2 separate regions of the Sus scrofa genome follow, and region 1 is linked to region 2. The links are chromatin contacts, called in public HiChIP or PLAC-seq maps. All regions are on one chromosome and are shown on one strand. The core of a region is the stretch at or near the end of the contact, and the rest is flanking DNA. Distances in the headings are between cores, read along the strand shown.

Evidence for each region. HiChIP or PLAC-seq counts read pairs in DNA pulled down with a chosen protein or histone mark.
Region 1: an H3K27ac HiChIP or PLAC-seq map of skeletal muscle shows a contact between it and region 2. The contact joins the promoter of DYRK1A here to the enhancer-like site in region 2. A contact is called at or near these places in 12 of 47 Hi-C or Micro-C datasets (blood, embryonic fibroblasts, fetal heart ventricle and 8 more) and 1 of 2 datasets of contacts at active chromatin or transcription factors (skeletal muscle).

Annotation. Positions count from the first base shown.
Region 1 is chr13:201,006,634-201,010,109 of Sscrofa11.1, forward strand. DYRK1A (dual specificity tyrosine-phosphorylation-regulated kinase 1A) reads left to right here and starts at 1,873. Exons shown (of 12, transcript XM_005670334.3): 1 at 1,873-2,284.
Region 2 is chr13:200,968,289-200,972,154 of Sscrofa11.1, forward strand. No RefSeq gene overlaps it. Among named protein-coding and RNA genes, the nearest start is that of DYRK1A, 38 kb to the right of the region's middle. Within about 2 kb of position 2,008, at least 14 of the 83 cell types and tissues checked have an H3K27ac peak or open chromatin away from gene starts, as enhancers often do. A contact at or near this core is called in skeletal muscle, where this site is marked.

The sequences.
Region 1 (3,476 bases), core at 623-3,122, 38 kb after region 2:
TAGACCTCTTGCTCCAGCCGTAACCAGAGCCACAGCAGTGACAGGCCTGATCCTTAATCTGCTGAGCCATGAGGGAACTCCTAGAGGTTATATTTCTATTAATGGATAGATACCTTTGTTATATTATACATCTGTCAGTAGATCTGACAGAGAGATACTCAGGAGAGAACAAGGGTTTAATCACTGAACCTGGTCAAAGCTAAACTGGCATCTGTATCAGAGTCCTTCCTGCCTACATGTGTTCACCTGTTTTGGGCAAGCATAATTTACAGGTGACTTTTTCGGGGAAGCCAATATAAAACCATTTTACAGCATTTTAAGCTGGACACGAAAGTTTATTGGTCAATGGTGTGTAAGGCCGTCACTCCGGGAAGGGTTGTGGTGGTGGTGGTAGTGGCAGAAAGAGTGAAGCCTTCTAGATACGAAGACCAGCAATGCTTTCTATTACTGCTTGGCTCAAGAATCTGCTTTGCCCTCCACTAGAATCTTCTAGATTGACTTGACAAGGGCATATTTCTTGAAACATTATCATGTTCTTTTTAGGTTATCTAGAAGATTAATTACGCAAGTTCCCTTCATGACCAGCAATAAAAAAAATGGACTGGGGGAGAGGGAGGGAGTGGGGTGGGTTGGGGAGCTTGGGGTTAATAGATACAAACTATTGCCTTTGGAATGGATTAGCAATGAGATCCTGCAGTGTAGCACTGGGAACTATGTCCAGTCACTTATGATGGAGCATGATAATGTGAGAAAATAGAATGTGTACATGTATGTGTAACTGGGTCACCATGCTGTACAGTAGAAAAAAATTATATTGGGGGAAATAATTCTTAAAAATAATAAAAATATATATTAAAAAAAACGGACTCAAATTTAACTTGGTGTTAAAGGTTGCAAATGCTTAAGGGTCCTGAGAGAAGTGAAACTGCCTGAACAGGATGGGGGTGGGGAGCAGGGAGAAGAGAAAGAAGCAGGAGGGAGGAGGTGGCAGTGTAAGCTGGGGAGCCGTCAAGATATCAGCCTCTTACCCCAGCAGGGACGCTTTTGGCCACTTCCTCCTGTTTAAGATGATGCAATGTAAATCCAGGTTGTAGTTAATTTAACAGAAAATAAACTGGAAATTAAACCACCACCCTAACTCCCCCCCACCAGAAAACAATCAAGTTGAATGTGGACTTTAATTACATTAGCAGGGCAATTTTGAAAGTCCAAAAAAACTCTTGATAGTCATGGCAGTTTGTGATACCATGAGAATCGGTCTAAGCTATTGGCCTACTTTTTGCCTAATTTATCTAAAGTTTAGTCTGTTTTCTTTCACGGTCTGTGCTAATTTCAATGGATGCCTTAGTAAATCAAGGTTCCAGTAGCCAGAGAAGAGAAACATTTATTGGAAACACTCGTGTCTTTCCTTGAGTCATAGAGGATTGAGCTCAGTATTTACTGTGGGGTTGTTTTTCTTTACTGGTATCTGCTGCTGCTTTACTTGTGAACAGTCCAAGCTTAAGACAAAATTGATACGAACACTATCATAAGATGGCAAAATCAAGCTTAGAAATCAATCAATAAATTAGGGACTTGGTGTAAAATAATATCCATAGTATCCTTTTTGGCAAAGATTAAATGCCATTTTACTAGGAATGGTACAAAATACAATTTTTAGCCAGTGGCTGTCTACTGATTACAAAGTAGCCAGTACAGCATGGCTACTTCCATACCTAGGTTTCAATGCCGAGAGAGAACACCTAGTAATATTCAGCCAGCCAGAGGGGTAGACAGAATAAAGATAAACGAAAGCGAGACTATTAATCAAGAATTGTGGGCGAATTAAAAATCTGGAAACTGAAATGGTGCATGAGAAAGAAAATCAGGGAGTTGGACAACGATACGGTATAGCCTAAGACGATTAATTTTAGGGGCATTCCGATGGAGAAGGAAGACTGCCTGAAAGGTGGGGAGGGGTTTGAAATCGGTGGGAAAGCCCGGCTGAGCATGCACAGCCTAAAAAAGTTTGTATGATGGCTCCGTCCATGATTTCTGAACGCTGGCACTGGCCGCAGCAAAAAGCCGAGTGACATGATTTAATCAAGGTGTCAGCCGCAGGGGCATCCCGGATTCGGGCGAAGCGTCCGGAATTCCTGAGATGTCTGAAACGCGGAGGCGGCCTCTTCCCCACCCCCCACCGCGGCCTCCGTGGGCATTTTCCGGCGAGGGGGGCACGCGGGGCCTTCCAAGAACAGTTTAAACGCGCGGACGTGCGCTGCCGGCGCGGTCCCCGGGGATGCAGGTGAGAGTCCCCAGCGCGGGCGCACCGGAGTGGGCTTCCTGGGTCCCCGCGCGGCCGCAGAGCCCGGCCCCCTCCCCCCGGCGCGGGCGGGGCTGCGGGCGCACGACGCGGAAGCGCGGGGCTCCGGGGGCGGCGGCGCGGAGGCCGCGCGCGCTCTCCGGGCCGCAGTCGGCGCGGGCGGCGCGGGCGCGGCGGGCGCGGGGCGGGGCGCGGCCGGGAGGCCCTGGGCGCTGGAGCACAGGCCGGCCGCCGCCTCGCCCCCCTTCCTCCGCCCTCTCCCTCCCTCGGCCCGGCCGTCCCCCTCCTCTCCCCTCCCCCGAGCGAATCACGCGCCCTCCTCTGACACTCGTAGCGGGCCTGAGCTCCGAATTTATCCTTCACGTGACCTGAGGGGGTTGGGTGGTTGGTTGGGGACGGAGGGGGAGAGGGAAAGGAGGGAACGGAATCTGCCGTTGCCCGAGCAACAGGCCCCGCCCGCCGGCTTGGGGCCGGGGGGCGGGAGGAGGACGTCAGCACGTCAGCCGGGGTTTTGCGTTTTGATTGACAGTTGCTATAGCGACCGGGTCGGTCCGTCGCCATTTTGTTGGTTGGTTTTTTTTTAAACCCTTTCGCTTCCCGCCCGAATAATAATAAAAAGCCCCATTGGAGTGAGGCGGGGGTGGCGGCGGCAAGAGCGGCGGGGGGATCCGGGGAGACTGCTGCCGTCGCTGCTGCTGATCGCGGCCCAGGTCGGGCTCAGGGAGCGGACACCCCGAGCGGGGGGTGCGGGCGCCGCCGCCGCCGCCGCTTCTGCTGCTGCTGTTCCTGCTGCTGCTGTTGGTGCCGCTGCCGCCGCCGGCGAGCGGGCGGGACCGGTGTGAGTGTGAGAGTGTGTGTGTGAGTGAGCGTGTGCGAGTGTGCGTGCGTGTGTGTGTGTGTGAGTGTGTGTGAGTGTCTGTCTGTCTGTGCGGGCGGTTCTGGCTCTCCTGGCGGAGGAGCCGCCGCCGCCGCCGCCGCCGCCGCTCGGGCCCCGGCGCTTCTCGCTGCGCAGGTTTGGAGCGCGCGCCATTTTGTGAGATTTACAAAATCCTCCTCGGGAAGAAGCCGCCGGGAGCAGCCGCGACTCGGCGCCCGGCCTCGCCGCCGCCGCCCTCCGCGCCGGGCCGGGCCGCGCGGCCCCGCCGCCGGGAGTCGGGGTCCGGGGACTGCGGTA
Region 2 (3,866 bases), core at 758-3,257:
AGACAGTCCTTAATTTTATTAGCACCACGCTCTAACCAACTGAGCTAACTGACCCTTGCCTAGACAGTCCTTAATTTTAACACTATTTTTAAAAGCTTATATTTACTGAATACTTATATTCCAGACCCTCTGCAAACCATTGAACAGGTCTCAGTAATTAAGGGAAGTGAGGGAATATAGGAACAGAGGAAAAGTAGTCAAGCAACAATTAGAGATAAAAGAGTCTTAGTTCATCCTCAAGGAATATATATAACAACCTGACACACGTCTTTGCCGTCTGCAGAAACCAAAGCCCACAACCAGGTGGAGGAGGGAATGATGGTGTCGACCTTGACTTCAATCGCATGTAGCTTGGACTCCATTGACCTTCACCTCAATTCTCTGCAGACTTCTCGGCTCGAGCCTCTTCATGAGTATGCCTATACCCTTAGCTTAAAACTTTCCCAAGTTTGCTGTTCAGGAAACACTGCTTTGGGCAAGATTTCTGGTGTTCTCCTTACTTGCTGAAAGTAATAAATCCTTCCTTTCTTTCGCTCTTTGCCTTTGTCTTTTGGCTGGACACCCGCCAAGAGGTAAACCCAGTTTTCTGGTAGCAGTATTTCTTTCTTTCTCTCTTTCTTCTTCTTCTTTTTTTTTTGTCTTTTTGCCTTTTCTAGGGCCGCTTCCCACGGCATATGGAGGTTCCCAGTCTAGGGGTTTAATTGGAGCTGTAGCCGCCAGCCTACACCACAGCCACAGTAAGGCCAGATCCTGAGCAAGGCCAGGGTTCAAACCCGCAACCTCTTGGTTCCTAGCTGGATTCGTTAACCACTGTGCCACTACGGGAATGCCGCAATATTTCCTTAATTTTTGCAAATGTCTTTGATCTGATCCAGGATACATTACGTTTCGTTGTCATATCTCTCTAGCCTCCTATTGGCTATGACAGGTTCTCAGTCTTTCCCTGTTTTTGATGAATTGGACAATTTTGAGACAGCATTTAAATTTTTTTTTTTTTTTTTTTTTTTTGTCTTTTTAGAGCCGCCTGGAGGCATACAGAGGTTCCCAGGCTAGGAGTTGACTCGGAGCTGTAGGCACCAGCCTACACCACAGCCACAGCAAAGTCAGATCCGAGCTGCATCTGCAGTCTACACCACAGCTCACAGCAGCACCAGATCCTTAAGCCACTGAGTGAAACCAGGGGTTGAACCTGTGTCCTCATGAATCCTAGTCAGAATCGTTTCGACTGAGCCACGATGGGTACTCTGGCACTTAAATTTAATAAAAACTTTAAAACATGCTTTTCTATAAGCATTTAGAATGAATCAGTATAACTTTTCCTTCTAGAACAAGGTAAAATCTTTAACATATGTTGTAGAGCAATAACATGAAATTTTTGTTCCAGTTTATCATTAAACTTTTTACATTTTTCTATTTTATTTCTTTAAAAATTTTCTTAAATGTCTTAACTTTAAGATTTAAGTATAAATTTCACTAGCATATTTTTCCCATCACTTTTCTGTGTTTTGAATTTCATTCTCTTTCTTGGATTCCTTGTTTTTCCCCAAAAGCAAATTTTTCAGGAAAAATGAGTGGGTGATAAACTTTCTGAGTTCTTAATGGTCATGCTTTATTTTTATCTGCAAAGTGGAGATTATACCTACCTTATAAAATGTTGACAATTCAGTGAAGCAGGAGTTAATCTTCCAGCAGAGTGCCGGGCACCTTAGAAGCAATCCATTAAAGATAGTTTTTGTTACTATTGCAATGAGCTTGGATTATTTTGTAATTATAAAGAAAAATATATTCAGACATATGCAAATGAGGAAGAAGAGTGACAAGGAAGTTTATCATAAAGAAATAAAGAAAGATTTGATAGAACAATAGAATCGGTGATGTCACCCTTGTGAGCAACATGAGAAGTCCGGACAAAAGCCTGAGCATTTTTGGCCAACGATTTTAACCTGGGTTATGCCGTCACCTAGTCCAGAAAGCCACGTGGGTGTTCAAAGCCACACAGCCCATCTCTCTCCACAGAGGTCACTAGAGTTTATCAGCTGTTGGGTACCCTTCGGATGAGTCAGGAGGGTTCTGGGGAAATGTCTTTCTAGTTACAAGGACTGACAATTTAGTTCAAAGATTAATAAACACAAAATAACACTTGAGAAGCATATGTCATATGTCAAAGGAAGAATGTGTCTTTCAGAGGGAGGAAAAAAACCTCCGAGCGTTCCTTATACAGACCAGAATTTCTTCAATTGATTCTTTGTTATTCATGAGCCAGGAGAGAGAACAAATTGTTATGCCTGACACCAGATTTCAGGACTGGAATTTTGAAGTGTGATTCATGTAGCTATATTTAATATTTGCAGAGTCACAGAGTAACTCCTGTCCAAGCCCAGGGACGCCTTCACCCAGGGGATCCCTTCTGTCCCAGGGCCCTGCTTAGGGACCCTTACGGGATGGTCTGTGTACAGCCTGGAAATTCATTGCCCCTTTCAGTGGCTGTCCGGTGACTCCATCAAGATCAATGCTGGCAAAACAGCTCTAGGTCTTTCATATTAACTTAAGAATGTGTTGCCCTTATAAAGATAATGTGTTTACATCTCTTGATCTCACGAAAGGTCTGTGACCAGTCTGGAATTTTTAATCCCAGGGCCTTTGCTAGTTTCCTGGGTTCAGCTGCTGGAAACTGACATATACACACATGAAAAAAACAACCAGAGAAAAAAGTCAAATTTTTAAAAATGTGTGGGTTTGAGATCATTAGGGAAGGATATTGTGTTTAAATCTTCTTAGGATGTACTTGTAAATGTTGATGGAACAGTATTTAAATAACAAAAGACATGGCTTCATCAATTTGTACTTTAAAAGCTTTCACAGGAAAGAGATAAAGGACGATGTGGCTAATAAAGGAAATGCTGATAAAGTATCACAAAGAACAGAACTCTTCTGATGGCTTCACCTTCTGAATGGAAGCCTGGGAAATAAGCGAACACAAAATAAAACAGCTGGATGGACTCAAGGGAAATAAGAAAGATTTTCTCCCCTGTACATTCCTCCAAATAGAAACTAAGAGGAAAAATAAAAAATTGCTCCAAATCATTCCAGGAGAACATTGAAGAATCCTAATACTGTAAATAGATATGCAGGTTCAGCTTCCATGCAAAACTAGAACAGGGAATAAATCCTTAGGTGTCAATATAGTAAGAACATTTTCAGAGGTTTAAAAAAAATTACAGGATTTCCCGTCATGGCTCAGAAGAAAAGAATCTATTATCTATGAGGACGTGAGTTCAATCCCTGGCCTCACTCAGTGGGTTAAGGATCCAGTGTTGCTGTGAGCGGTGGTGTAGGTTGAAGCTGTGGCTTGGATCTGGTATTGCTGAGGCTGTGACGCAGGCCTGCAGCTACAGCTCTGATTCGACCCCTAGCCTGGGAACTTCCACATGCTGTGAGTCTGGCCCCAAGAAGCAAAACAAACAAACAAACAAACAAAAAAAGAAACCCACAAAACAACAAACAACAACAAAAAACCCATTCATTGTGATTGATTCAAGTATCTCTCTCTCTTTTTTTTTTGAGAAATTTATCTTTAATTGCCATGAATCAAATAATATTAAGACAATTTTTCCAGTTTCTTCTTGTTCTTGTTGAGTTTTTAATAATGATTTTTATCTTTTCCATGATAGTTGATTTACAGTTTTCTGTCAATTTCTACTGTACAGCCAAGCGACCCAGTCACACATACGTAAATACAGTCTTTTTCCCACCTTATCCTCCATCATGTTCCATCACAAGTGACTAGATACAGTTTCCTGAGCTATACAGCAGGATCTCATTGCTTATCCATTCTAAATGTAATAGTTTGCATCTATTAACCCCTA